Regions from separate parts of the Ovis aries genome. Here region 1 is linked to region 2. The links are chromatin contacts, called in public Hi-C maps. All regions are on one chromosome and are shown on one strand. Each heading gives the region's core, a stretch centred on a gene start, on an enhancer-like site or on the middle of the called end of the contact. The rest is flanking DNA. Distances are from core to core; before and after follow the strand shown.

What was found. Hi-C and Micro-C count contacts between places; a contact is called where the count stands out from the background.
Region 1: a contact with region 2 is called in a Hi-C map of liver, with 3 times the contacts expected there. The contact joins two enhancer-like sites. A contact is called at or near these places in 6 of 16 Hi-C or Micro-C datasets (blood, hypothalamus, liver and 1 more).

Annotation. Positions count from the first base shown.
Region 1 is chr17:64,435,152-64,438,581 of ARS-UI_Ramb_v3.0, forward strand. All of the region lies in intron 3 of CORO1C (coronin 1C), which reads left to right. Among named protein-coding and RNA genes, the nearest start is that of SELPLG, 31 kb to the right of the region's middle. Within about 2 kb of position 1,805, at least 4 of the 54 cell types and tissues checked have an H3K27ac peak or open chromatin away from gene starts, as enhancers often do. A contact at or near this core is called in liver, where this site is marked.
Region 2 is chr17:64,258,910-64,262,333 of ARS-UI_Ramb_v3.0, forward strand. DAO (D-amino acid oxidase) reads right to left here. Exons shown (of 12, transcript XR_009596913.1): 12 at 2,327-3,424. Among named protein-coding and RNA genes, the nearest start is that of DAO, 20 kb to the right of the region's middle. Within about 2 kb of position 1,747, at least 2 of the 54 cell types and tissues checked have an H3K27ac peak or open chromatin away from gene starts, as enhancers often do. A contact at or near this core is called in liver, where this site is marked.

The DNA of each region.
Region 1 (3,430 bases), core at 555-3,054, 180 kb after region 2:
GGGATGTTCCCGCAGGAGGAGCACTCTTACTTGTCTTCACCTGGAGGTTCTGATGGTCCCAGATGACGAGGCTTTAATGGCCACTGTTCCCTTTCCCCGAATCAGTCTTAACACTCCTGTGGACAACAACAGTGATCAGCTCCCTAGTTTAGCCAGTTTTGCGTCCGTTGTAAATTTTCCTATTGTGGGCTTTGCCTTGAAATAAAGATGGAAGTGACGTGGTTGGTGATGAGAGCGCATTCCCCAGGGCTCCAACCCCTCTCAGTCATTCAGCAGGACTTGTTATTTCCATTCTGTCCAGATTGCATCTGGGCCATCGGCCAAGTGGCTATTTCTTGGCACATCGGAACCCCACTCTCAGTTCTTGATTTTCTCAAGACCAGCGTTGTTCTCAGTGTCACGGTTCGTGAGGGGTGTCCTGCCCGCGGGGGTGGTTGGACGGCGGCTTCTGCGGGAGGGTTGCTGCTCTGCAGTGGCTGCAGTCTCAGCCTCTCCCTGTCCCTTCAGATCAGCGCTTTCCTTCATTCTGCCTTTGGAGTTGATTTCTTCTGCGTTTAAAAAACGCGGCCTTTGTGGGGAATCCTCCTTTTTGTGGCCATAACTGCAGTAGCTGGCCCGGTAGCAAGTTCACGACGGGTAATTAAAGCAGGGAAGCGGTGTCTGGAAACACTTTCTGTTTGCTTTAAATTTGCGCTGTGTTTGAGAAATAAAACCGTCAAACAGATAACACTTTAAAATGACTGCTTTGAGAGAAATCCGCTTTTCTTAATTTTCCTCACTTTTTTCCTGTTAGAACTGTACTCTGGACCTGTCTTTTTTCATATTCAGAAATTTATGTGGGAAAAGGAGGCCAGTCATTCCTGAACAGGGGCTTAAAGTTGTTTTTTTCCAGAACCATGTTGGCTTTTCACTCACTGATTCACTTTTTCATCTGAAAGCCCTAAAGACTGATGGCATTTTTCCCCCTTTCTTTGGCTCAGAGGTTAAAGCGTCTGCCTCCAATACGGGAGACCCAGGTTCGATCCCTGGGTCGGGGAGATCCCCTGGAGAAGGAAATGGTAACCCACTCCAGCATTCTTGCCTGGAGAATCCCATGGACGGAGAAGCCTGGTAGGCTACAGTCCATGGGGTCGCGAAGAGTCAGACACAACTGAGCAACTTCACTTCCTTTCTTTCTTTCTTTCTTTCAAAACGAAACAAGATAAAACATTGCCTTAGTAATGTATCATCCACACAGAAAATGCCAGGAATACACAGTATTATTTCAAAAAATAAGAAAAAAAGCCAGGAGGTGAGGGGATAGCTTGTAGTGGCTGCCAGGCTGAATGCCCGCTGAGGGTTCAGCAGAGGGTGTCTGAGGCCTCTTTTCCTCGCTGCTCCCCGAGTATGAGTCTGGAAGAGCGAGTGGTATCAGAGTCCTTGCCGAGGCCACGGAGCACAGAGGAGCTAGCGGACCAGCCTGGAGATGAGAGCTGATCTTCTCTGTGCTGACTGGCCCGGCGTGAACTAGAGCTTTCACACGTGGGATATCTTGGACATAAATGAGGCAGTTAGGTACAGGGCTGAATTAATTTGAAGACAAATTAATTTCATTGCCAAGAATCCTGCTGTTCAGACTTAAAATTACATATTGGGGTCATAGGGGTCACAGTTCCAACAAGAAAAATAATCATGAACGTAGATCCTTTTTATTTGCCAGGCGCTGTTTTAAGCCTTCATGTGGTGATTATATTTAATCACTGTTAACAGCACAGTGAGGCAGGAGCGTGTCCCATTTTACTACTCAGGAAACCCAGGCCCAAGAGAGGTGACAGTTTAGTCAAAGGTCACTCCGTTTGCAATAGTTCACCTTTGGGTGGTGCTTAGGGGTGCAGAATGTTTCGACGTGTTTGACCTTTCCAGTTACCCTGAGAGGGCAGAGCTGCTGCTGTCCCTTGAATCGAACAAGGAAATTGAGGCTCCAGGAAGTGAAGCCCCGTTTTCATGCTGACGTGGCCAGTTAGCGTCCCAGCTCTGGCGGAGACCTGGTCTCTGACATCCTGGCCAGCGTCCACACCAGCCTGCATCCCAGGTCGTGCGCAGGAAAACCCGCGACCTCTCCAGTCCAAACTGGAAGGCCGCTGTGGCGGTAGCAGGGAGCCCGGCAAAGGGCAGAGAGCCACGTGCCAGCGGGCCTGTGAGCCAGCTCAGCGCCCACCACGCAGGGCTGTGTCCACTTCGTGTGGAAGGACCTGTAGGCGTGCCAGGCCTTTCCCGAGTCCACCTTCCTCCCTGCAGAGGCTGGAGGGCTGCTGTCCGTGTCTTCTCGCACAGGAGTTTCCCCTCACAGTCGCTGTCCCCTCCTGCTGGACTCTCCTGCCAGGGTTATCTTCTTACTCTGTTGTCTCCCAGCCCCTCAGCCAGCCTCTTTGGAGCATCTACTCTTTAAAAAATTGCTCCCTACAGCTATTTTCTTTTAAAGCTAGATCCTTGATTTCCTTCCTCCCCTCTCCCCTTCCTTCTTTCCTGCTTCCACCTGTCACCTGACTCCTGTTCATCCTTAGAGGTGTCTCCTCAGGGAATCTCCGTGGAGGTACCAGACTCAGGTGGCAGGAAGGCAACCTCGTGACACTTAATTTTCACTCCACTTAGCTCATACCAGTGTCGCGTTGGTAATGTAGACTCTGTGGTTTCCTAGTGAAAAAGACAAGTAACAACTACAGCTAAACTTACCCAGAGCCTGCCTTAGGCCAGGCGTTGTTCTGAGTGCTTTAGATTCATGTTGTTGCATTGGTCTCCGGACAACCCCAGTGAGAGCAAATTCCTTATTATTCCCATTTTATAGGCGAGGAAGCTTGAGGTCCAGATAGGTTAGGTGAATGTCCCTAAGGTCATACAGCTGATATGTGGAAGAATTAGGATATTCCTCACCCCTGCACTGTACTGGGGGCACTGACTGTGTGTCAGGCACTGTTCCAGGACTTTCTCATGGCACTAAATGAAGTCTGACCGTTTCCTGTGCTGAGCCCTTTGACCATCACCGTAAGAGGCCTGGGCTGGAGTGGAAGGAAGATCTGTTTGGCTCCCAAGCCCATGCTCCAGCTTTCTGTTCGACTTGTGCTGTCTTTGACTTTCGATCTCATAGACCGACCACTCTGCTTTGTTAAGACTATAAACCTCTTGAGAGCAAGATCTAAGTTCAGTTGTCCTTCTCCTCCTTACCTGGTAGTGGGCCTGTGTTACGGTGGCTACTCAAGGAGAGTGCTCTTGAATGAGTGACCGAGGTAGTACGATGGGTTAGGTGTCTGCGTGAAATGCATAATAAGCCTTGTTGATGGAACCATGGGTCTGCCAAAAGTTAGATAAAGAAGGGACAAAGAATTTCCTCATTTTTAAAAGTATATAATAAATATTATGCTCCATCACTAAAATCTCCTTGCCATCCAAAGAA
Region 2 (3,424 bases), core at 497-2,996:
TTCTGGTCTGCTGAGCTCTCCTGGGTAACAAAGAACCTTTGCTTGTCTTTTTTGCCTTTCAGCTGACTAGACACTGCCAGATGAGAAAGTCCACTCTCTTCACCCTCAAATAACCTGGAGTAACTAGGGACTGTGGTGGGGAAGGAGAACTTGGTGGGCATAGATGTGTTCCAGGGGCTGCAGTAAAGAAGCTTGTAATTGTGGGTTTTCTCAAGAAAATGAAAGGTGAACACTTTTGGTCTTCTAAATTGCATGCCCTTTTATAAAATTGATATTATTGAATGAAATAAGAGCTGCCACAAACATTGTGCAAGCCTCTGAAACACATGAGACCTTTAGCTGAAAACCTTTGTATCTAATTTTGAACCATCCAAATGCTTCCCTTTCCATTAATGGAAATATCATCTGTCTCTCTCAGTGTTAGGAAAGACTAGAAAATGGTAAAGAATGTTCAATGTAGCCAGGATTACATGGTTTCTTTCTTTCCCTTACTTTAAGTGTGCTCAGGAATACATACATGAGATGTGTTGACAGTGAGAAAAAACGAGTATCTTAGAGATGGACTTTGAATATGGATATGTATTATTTTTAAATAATGGTAAGCAACATAGAGCCTTGAAAGATGATATCAGAAGTCTTCCTTGGTTATGACAATAAACATCAAAGGACTGGAATAACCTTGAGCTGTCAGTAACAGCAAAACCAACCAATAGTAGTTTAACCCTTTAGAGTATTAATTGTTCATTTAACAACAAGCCCAGAGTCAGACAGTTCCAGGGAAGGTTCTGCAGCTCAACAGTGTCATCAAGGACCCAGCATTTGTTTTGTTTTGTTTTGTTTTCCCTCCCCACCTTCCTCTGCATGTCAGCCATTGACCCTAAGTGTGAAACCTCATAGTGGCAAAATGGCTGCCAATGTGCCAGGCATCAAGTTTTTTTTCAAAAGAGGTAGAATGGGGAAGGAGCAGTCACAACAGGTTTTCTTTCTAAAGAGTCTGTTGTTTTGGCTGGAAAGAGAAGTCCTACAGATTTACTATTGCTTTGCATTAGTCAGACCTGGGTTACATGCCAATCCCAGCATGAGCTCTCCCCTAGTTGGGGAAGGAAGGGCCTACCTCCCACTGGATCAAGGGATACCCAGAGCCTCTTGAACACAAAATTGAGATTCTGTTAGTACAGAAAAGGAAGGCAATGATGGTGGGATGGGAGATAGCCAAGAGAAACCTTGACACAGAGTTCTCATGAAGGCTGTTGTAGTTGCAAGGAATAGAACAGCTTTAAGAAGTAAAATTTTAAAATAAGACTGGGAACAGTAGTTAACTTCCTGGGGAATATAAATGTGGGAAACAGAAGTGTAAGGAACAACAGGAAGAGGGGAAGATTGTGGCAGAGTACAGGACATGGGCCCTGTCCAAAGGCAGTGGCTGCTACTCAGCTCCAACCGATGCTATACCATGAGGTCACCTGATTTTCAAGACAAAAATCTGGATTCTTATGTGAAATCTCCAAAATATTGAATGCTAGATCAAAAAAAAATTTTTTTTGACTTTAGTGTGTTGGATTGTTAAAAAATTTTAAATGTGTGAGTCTAATAAAATTCATCTGTAGGCCAGATTTGGTTGATGGGCAACCAGTTTGCAGCCTTGGAAAGTTCTCTGAAATTAATGGAACTGCAAAATAGCCACCAGGGCCGGAGCCAGCCCTCTCTCTGGATCTGAGGCCTTGGTTTCTGTCCCTCTCTGCAGACTGGCTTCCTTCTGCCCCCTCGTGGCTGCTGCGTGTACCTAACCTTGCATATGGCTTCCACTCACCAGGGTTCAGCTCTGCCATCATAGCTGACTCAGCTGTTCAGTGTCCCACTTTCAAAATCTCAAGAGAGGAAGTTGATTGGTCCAGTTCAGCATTGGTCCAATTGGTAGGGTCAGGGAAGGGTGGGGTCAAGAGGTACAAACATGGCAGCTTTGGTCATGACAATTACTGGTATGCCTGGAACCCATAGCAACACATAGGTAAACTCTCAAGTCTGTTCATTATAACTGTTATGGGTTATGTCTTGGCATATGGAATATCTACCATATATTGGTATGATATTCAGCACTGAGGATGCAGAAGAGAATTAAGACATGATCCTTATCTTCATGAACTCATAGTGTAGTGTGGAGAAAACACTGCACACTGGGACACAGAGCCATACGGGCATTAATGGAGGAATGCAGAGTGCTGTGGGAGGCACACAGGAGGCCAGTCCCAAAGCTCTAGAACATTCTGAAGTCCCTTCTGGCTCCTCATGATTACAGTCCAGATTCCATGATTACAGTCAGACTTAGTCACTGTTGGTACTTTACTGTATTCCGATTCTTTGACATTTGAATCTCTAGATACATCACATATAATCATTCTCCATTAATCAAGAATATTTGATGATGAACCACTTCAAATATTCCTACCCCCACATGCCGGAAAACAGAGCACTTCCTGAATTAAACAATTTCTACTCACAAAGCATCAAAAAGGATAAAACGGAATAAATTTAACAGGAGTCCAAGACATTTACAAACTATAAAACAATCCTGAAAGAAATCAAAGATCTAAAAACATAGAGACATTCCATGACCGTGAATCTGAAGATTTAAAACTATTAAGGTGTCCATATCAGAACTCCTAAAATTGACCTCATAAATTTAACAAAATCCCTATCAAAAATCCCAGCTGGGATTTTAAAACTTACTACAAAGCTACAAGTAATCAAGATAGCATGCTTCTAGCATGAGTGTGGAACAGGCATTACATGTTGTTCAGCGTCTCACCTCTTTGGCCTCCTCCTGCCGTGAAATCTGCCCCTCAAGTGCTTTCTGTGGCCTCACTGCACCGTGGTTGCAACATCCTCACTCGCTCAGAGCTGCATCACGTTAACCCTTGCTCAGGACTCCCCATACTCAGGCTTTCCACACCCTCTCCCTCACTAGCAGCCTCCACAACCTTCCTCACTCAGAGCCTCCTCACTAGAGCTTCCACTCCCTAACTTTGAGCTCCCTCCCTCAGAGCTACCTCACACCCTGCCATACTCAAAGTTTTCTCACGCCTGCCACACTCAGAGCTCCCACACTCAGCACTTCTACCCTCCAACACTCAGAGCTTCCTGAGTGCTGGGAATCTGGGAAACATTCCCACTTTCACCCTCCCTTAACACAGCTTCTTCTTACCCCTCTTCATGCAGCGCTTCCTCACACAGACCCTCCACTCAGAGCTTCCTCACACCCTCCCTCACTCAATACTTCCTTAACCCTCCTCACTCAGAGCTTCCTCACACCCTCCTCAGTCAGCATTCCTCACTGAGGGCTTCCTCAGACCCTCCTCACTCAGCATTTTTTCACAAGCTCCCTCCCTCAGCGCTTCCTCACATCCTTCCTAACTCAGCATTTCTT